Linked DNA regions of Mus musculus: region 2 is linked to region 1. The links are chromatin contacts, called in public HiChIP or PLAC-seq maps. All regions are on one chromosome and are shown on one strand. The core of a region is the stretch at or near the end of the contact, and the rest is flanking DNA. Distances in the headings are between cores, read along the strand shown.

Region 1 (2,841 bases), core at 186-2,685:
AAAAACTTCAAAAGTCTAACCTGTGCTAAGTAGAACATATTTGCTGCCACCTTTTTTTTTTTCCTGAAATGTCATTACCATTTCCTTTGGTTACTATGACTTCTAAAGCCAAGTTTCCTACCTCAGGGGGAAATATACATATATTTAACCACTTATTTATTCCAATCAACTTAACTTTAGGAATTAATGGTTTTGAAAAGATAACGAGTGAAAAAAATTAAGATTTCCATTTTTCAGGATGCCTGAAATTTCATCAAAGACAAAAGTTTCTGCAGGGTTAAACATCAACCAACAACCCATTAAAAAGTGAACTGAGCCTTGTCTCCGGAAAACAGTACCTAAAAGAAACAAAGACACAGGAGTGTTGGTGAGATGGTTCAATGGTTAGAGCCGCTCTTGCTGAGAACCTAAGTTTGTTTCCCACATCCAATATCTGGGACCTCAGTACGGCCTGGCCTGTGATGTCAGCTCCGGGGTATCAGGCACCTTCTTTTGACTTCCACAGGTACCTGCACATACACCTACTTAAATAAAGTTAAAGTCAAAAGAAATAATCATTCATAGAGGAGGAAATGAAGACCTGGAGAGCCAGACCCCTCAGTGGTGGGCGGTATTCCAGTCTCCTTTTCTATCCATTTTACATACTGCCTTGGATGCAGGATGACACCTTATATGAAATCATCTTTCTAGTCGCTGTGTGCACACACTCTGGGTTCTATTTCTGTATTCATTGGAATAGACAATTTAGGTGATGCACTTGAAATACTCCCAGAACAAAGACCAATTTCCGTGAAGGTTATGAGCACTCCTGAGTTTTACAAATACAGAGGGGGGAAAAAACTGTGTCCCTGTTGTTGTAACATTTAGATAACGAAATGTGCCAGGTTTACAGAGTCCCTCGATGAGCCTCAGGAAGCGAGCCCACTCTGCGTATTGATTTTATTTGGGGATTCACAGACTGGCTGTAAACAGTTCCCAAGCAGCACGACATCAGTAAATAACAGTGAGCGGTGCAGAGCGTGGAGGGCTGAGAGGATGTGGGCCCTAGCCCAGAACGTGCGTTCCTCTTCTTCTTCTTCTGAAAGCGAGTGTGCCATTGGTCTGTTTGTCGTCCTTAGTCTAGGTTTTGGGATCAGAGCACGAATCTGTGTGCGACTGCAACCAACCACCTGTTTTCTTCAAATGGAAGTGAGAAGGTCGCCTAAGGACAATACATTAATCCCTTTGGCACCGCGTAGCCATTTGCTTGTTTTGTTTTACTTAGAAGAGATGCTTGGAGCTTTGAGTAGAACGGCCTCCCAGTTGGACCCGTCACGTGACTCCACCCAGACTCTCCGCGTGCTGTCCAAACACACAGTAGTAATGTAGGAGATTCCAAAGTTCAGAGTAACCCTGAGCCTTGGCTCCCTCTGCCTTTCTCCGGGGATGTTTACACACTGACGCCGGCTTTAATTGCACCAATGGTGTCTTGCAGGAGATCTGAGTCCCTTGACACAGGCAGGAGCAGTGCTCATGTTTAAAACGTTCCTAAGCGCCTGGATAACTGCAAATCCACGTATCGCAAGAAGCGCAGCTCCTGCACACTGCCTTGCTTCCTTTTCGTGAGCCCAGAGATTGCCGGCTTTGTCTGCCGCCCAAACTTCCCCTGAAGTTCCTCCACGGTTGGGGGCACAGTCCTGCCTAAACTTGCTTCTGTCACATTCCACACCCAGGGCAGAGTTCTGCATGTGGGAACACCATGCCCTTGCCCGGGACCTTGTTATGTAACAACCATAAATGCTCTGGTGTGCCTGTGTACAAGCTAGGAGGAAGAGGCGAAGGCAGAACTCAGTTTTGAAGCCAGGTGTGGTGACACATAGCCGCAGTGCCATGAGCCAGATGGCTGAGGCAGAAGGAGTTTGAGGGTAGCCTAGGCTACACAGAAAGACTCTTGTCTCCAAGTAAACTAGCAGCAGCTACAAAAAAAAAAAAAAAAAAAAAAAATCAAACTAAGCCTCGATTTCATTTCTATGCAAAAGAAAGCATTGGGGCACTCTCTCAGAGTGTGGCCTAAAGGCAGCTTCCCCTGTTGTAGTGAATGCACTAGAAGATCACAGAGGGTGACTGAAACAGGAAAAAAAGGGTAGGAGTTCATAAGCCTTGTTTTAGCCCTCAGTGCAGAAAATTACAGCTGGTTTAAAGTTTTCAATAATCTGCTTTATTAACTGATAGTTGGATTCTAGCTGCTGAGAGACCAACATGTTCATTTAGGTATATCCAGACACAGGAGTCATAGGATGTCATTTGTTCACTCATTCACTGATTCACTACTCACTCATTCATCCACTCACTCATTCGCTCACTGATTCACTATGCATTCACTCATTCATTCATTCATTCATTCACTCACTCGCTGATTCATTCACTCATTCACTCACTGATTCACTATTCACTCACTCATTCATTCATTCATTCATTCACACATTCATCCCTTTGGTCTGTTTTGCAAGGAAGATCAGAATAGTGAGTGATGAAAGTGGGCCTTCCGGGCTGGTGAGATGGCTCAGTGGGTAAGAGCACCCGACTGCTCTTCTGAAGGTCCAGAGTTCAAATCCCAGCAACCACATGGTGGCTCACAACCATCTGTAACAAGATCTGACGCCCTCTCCTGGAGTGTCTGAAGACAGCTACAGTGTACTTACATATAATAAATAAATAAATCTAAAAAAAAAAAAAAAGAAAGTGGGCCTTCCTATCTCCTTTGGTGACCTCTTTCTTCTGAATGGTGTGTGCTTTTTTTGTGTTGTAGATAGAAAGACCTTTGATTGTAAAATCAACTTTAGATAGCTATCAATAGTTGGC
Region 2 (2,841 bases), core at 197-2,696, 830 kb before region 1:
GCTGATACCTCAGGAGGAAGGGATGCCTCAGCATGGGCCCACAGAGGCACTCCCTTGCCCCACACTATATTGCACCTCCACCAAACACACAGTCCTTCCTTATCTTTTAATAAAACACGACAAAGGCTGCATTCGAAAGCCCCCGAGTCCTTCTTACTTGTCCTCTAGTGCTGTGGCAGTCTTTGAAGATTCACATGATTCTAATTAGTTCCATTCACATGACACTTACTGCTTTTAATTTATTTTTAAAAAAGGATGGTTGGTTTAAAAATAGTAGGTGCCAGGCTGTGGGACTTGTTCCGTGATTAGAGCACTTGCCACAGAAGTATAAGGAACTGAATTAGGATCTCCATGTAGGCAGCCAGTCCGTAATCCTAGCACTTAGGAGGCAGAGCCAAGGGATTACCAAAACAAGCTGGCTATTTGGGGTCAAGTGAGAGACTCTGCCTTAATGAATAGAGTGAGGTGAGGCTGAAGATGACACAGACATCTGCTCAGGATCTTCACCCATGAACATAGGTGCATGTGCACCTGCACATACATGTGAACACACCTAGTGTCCGGTGCCACAGAATTAAGCTGCTGCTATTTGATCACTGTGAGGATAGTGTCTAAGACCTGAAGGCAAAAGAGACAGTTTCTTCTTGGACAAGGTAGCCCCTCCTTTCTCTGCTTGTTTAAAGAACAGATAGAGTGTAGGTTAGCTCATAAAATTGGCAGGATACATTTTCAGGAGATGAAAAAAGACCCAAGCCAATCTTGGAGGGATCAACGGGTAATAAGGTGTAGGATTATGTCCCATAGAGTCAGATTATAGGTGGTGAGCTTCACACAGAAAGTTGATCCTTTGGGACCATTTGTCCCATCTTTGAACCTACTTCCTACAAAAATGAAAAGAAAGAAAAGGGGGGAGGGAGGGAGGGAGGGAGGGAGGGAGGGAGGGAGGGAGGGAGAGAGAGGAAGAAGAAGAAGAAGAAGAAGAAGAAGAAGAAGAAGAAGAAGAAGAAGAAGAAGAAGAAGAAGAAGAAGAAGAGAAGGAGGAGGAGGAAGAGGAGGAGGAGAAGAGGAGGAGGAGAAGAGGAGGAGGAGGAGAAGAGGAGGAGAGGAGGAGGAGGAGAGGAGGAGGAGGAGGAGGAGGAGAGGAGAGAAAAGAAAAGAAAGGAAAGGAAAAGAAAAGAAAAGAAAAGAAAAGAAAAGAAAAGAAAAGAAAGAGTTACACAGTTTGCAAATAATTTCAGATCTCTATCAAATCCCTGAGGCTGAGGCTGAGTCCTTGGATTCAGATTTGTAATGACACCCAGAAAGACACATGAAAGGCAATGGGCAGACAAAGTGCTGGCAGGATAGAAGGATGCTGGAACACAAAGAGGAAGCACCAGTGTGGAAGCCAGCCTTGCCATAGTCTGCTGTGGATCCCATGGTATGCTCCAAATTCTCTTGAGCTGATATGGCAAAGGCAAGGCTGGCTTCCACACTGGTGCTTCCTCTTTGTGTTCCAGCATCATTTATTCACAAAGAGGCAGCAGTTTTTTCTTCCCCTTTCTCATCCTAAGCACAGTCAACTGAGAGAGATTCTGGGATAGAGTTAGCATGCTGACACTAACCATTCAGCTTTCATTTCTTGGTTTATCCCTGGTTGCAGGGAGGGGAGGGTGTTATCAGACTCTCCAACTCTCCACTCCTTGGGTTCTGTACTTATTCTGTCCTGAAATTGCATGTCCACTTTATCTGTTCAGTTGATTTTCAGCTCTCATGTTGTCATGTGATGGTTTGATCTTAACAAGGATAGGTGTCTCTTCAAACACTGAGCATCTGAATTTGCTCACAGATCAAAGTGTGTGTTTGTGTGTGTGTGTGTGTGTGTGTGTGAGAGAGAGAGAGAGAGAGAGAGACAGACAGACAGACAGACAGACAGACAGACAGACAAACAGACAGAGAGACAGAGATTCCATTCAGTCTTTGGTTTCCTGGGTGTAGTGTTTGACCCAGGGAGTGGCACTATTTGGAGGTGTGGCCTTGGAGTAAGTGTGTCACTGTGGCTGTGAGCTTTAAGACCCTCTTCCTCGCTGCCTGGAAGACAGTATTTTCCTAGCAGTCTCCGGATGAAGGTTTAGAACTCTCAGTTCCCCCTACGATGCTCCCACCTCGATGATAATGGACTGAACTTCTGAAACTGTAAGCTGGTCCCAGTTGAATGTTGTCCTTATGGAAGTTGTCTTGGCCATGGTGTCTATTCACAGCAGTGTCAAACCCTAACTAAGACACTGGGTTTTATGGCAAGCATATTTGTCCAAAATTGATTCTGTTCCCAAGAAGCCCCATTTTAACACTTTCACAATCTTCCCAAAGCAGTTTCTCAACCCTCAAATAATCCTTGACAACCAACTTTATAACCAACATTCTTAAAAGTCACTTAGTATTTTATAAAATCAATATTCTTAAGCCATTATTTAAACATTTGCAGCCCCACCCCCACCCCGTTTGTCTGTTTAACTGGTCCATATTTCTGAACTTAGTTTCTGATAAACCTGTGGAATAAATATTCTGATTAATTCCACAGTACCTGGCAAAGTATCTGTACTTTTTAATATATAAAGATTACTTCATGGCTTAGCAAATCTGCTTCAATAACAAATATCAATGTTGTTCTCATCTTGCTGAAACCGAGAGCGGATGTGTTAGTTTTGATGATGTTTTGCTGATCTTCTTGGTTATTTTAATGTAATTTTCTCATTTTCAAACATGGTCCCTGGTTTTTTTTTACAAGTGTCTTCCTCTGAGCTTGGCTAGTTCTGAGGGATTCCCTTACATCCTACGGAGTTGTTCCAGTACATTCCCCTA

Evidence for each region. HiChIP or PLAC-seq counts read pairs in DNA pulled down with a chosen protein or histone mark.
Region 2: an H3K4me3 HiChIP or PLAC-seq map of bone marrow-derived macrophages shows a contact between it and region 1, with 6 times the contacts expected there. The contact joins two enhancer-like sites. A contact is called at or near these places in 1 of 115 datasets of contacts at active chromatin or transcription factors (bone marrow-derived macrophages) and 1 of 9 other capture datasets (macrophages).

What each region holds. Positions count from the first base shown.
Region 1 is chr11:110,378,710-110,381,550 of GRCm38.p6, reverse strand. No RefSeq gene overlaps it. Among named protein-coding and RNA genes, the nearest start is that of Map2k6, 19 kb to the left of the region's middle. Within about 2 kb of position 1,435, at least 179 of the 459 cell types and tissues checked have an H3K27ac peak or open chromatin away from gene starts, as enhancers often do. A contact at or near this core is called in bone marrow-derived macrophages, where this site is marked.
Region 2 is chr11:111,209,371-111,212,211 of GRCm38.p6, reverse strand. No RefSeq gene overlaps it. Among named protein-coding and RNA genes, the nearest start is that of Kcnj2, 140 kb to the right of the region's middle. Within about 2 kb of position 1,446, at least 5 of the 459 cell types and tissues checked have an H3K27ac peak or open chromatin away from gene starts, as enhancers often do. A contact at or near this core is called in bone marrow-derived macrophages, where this site is marked.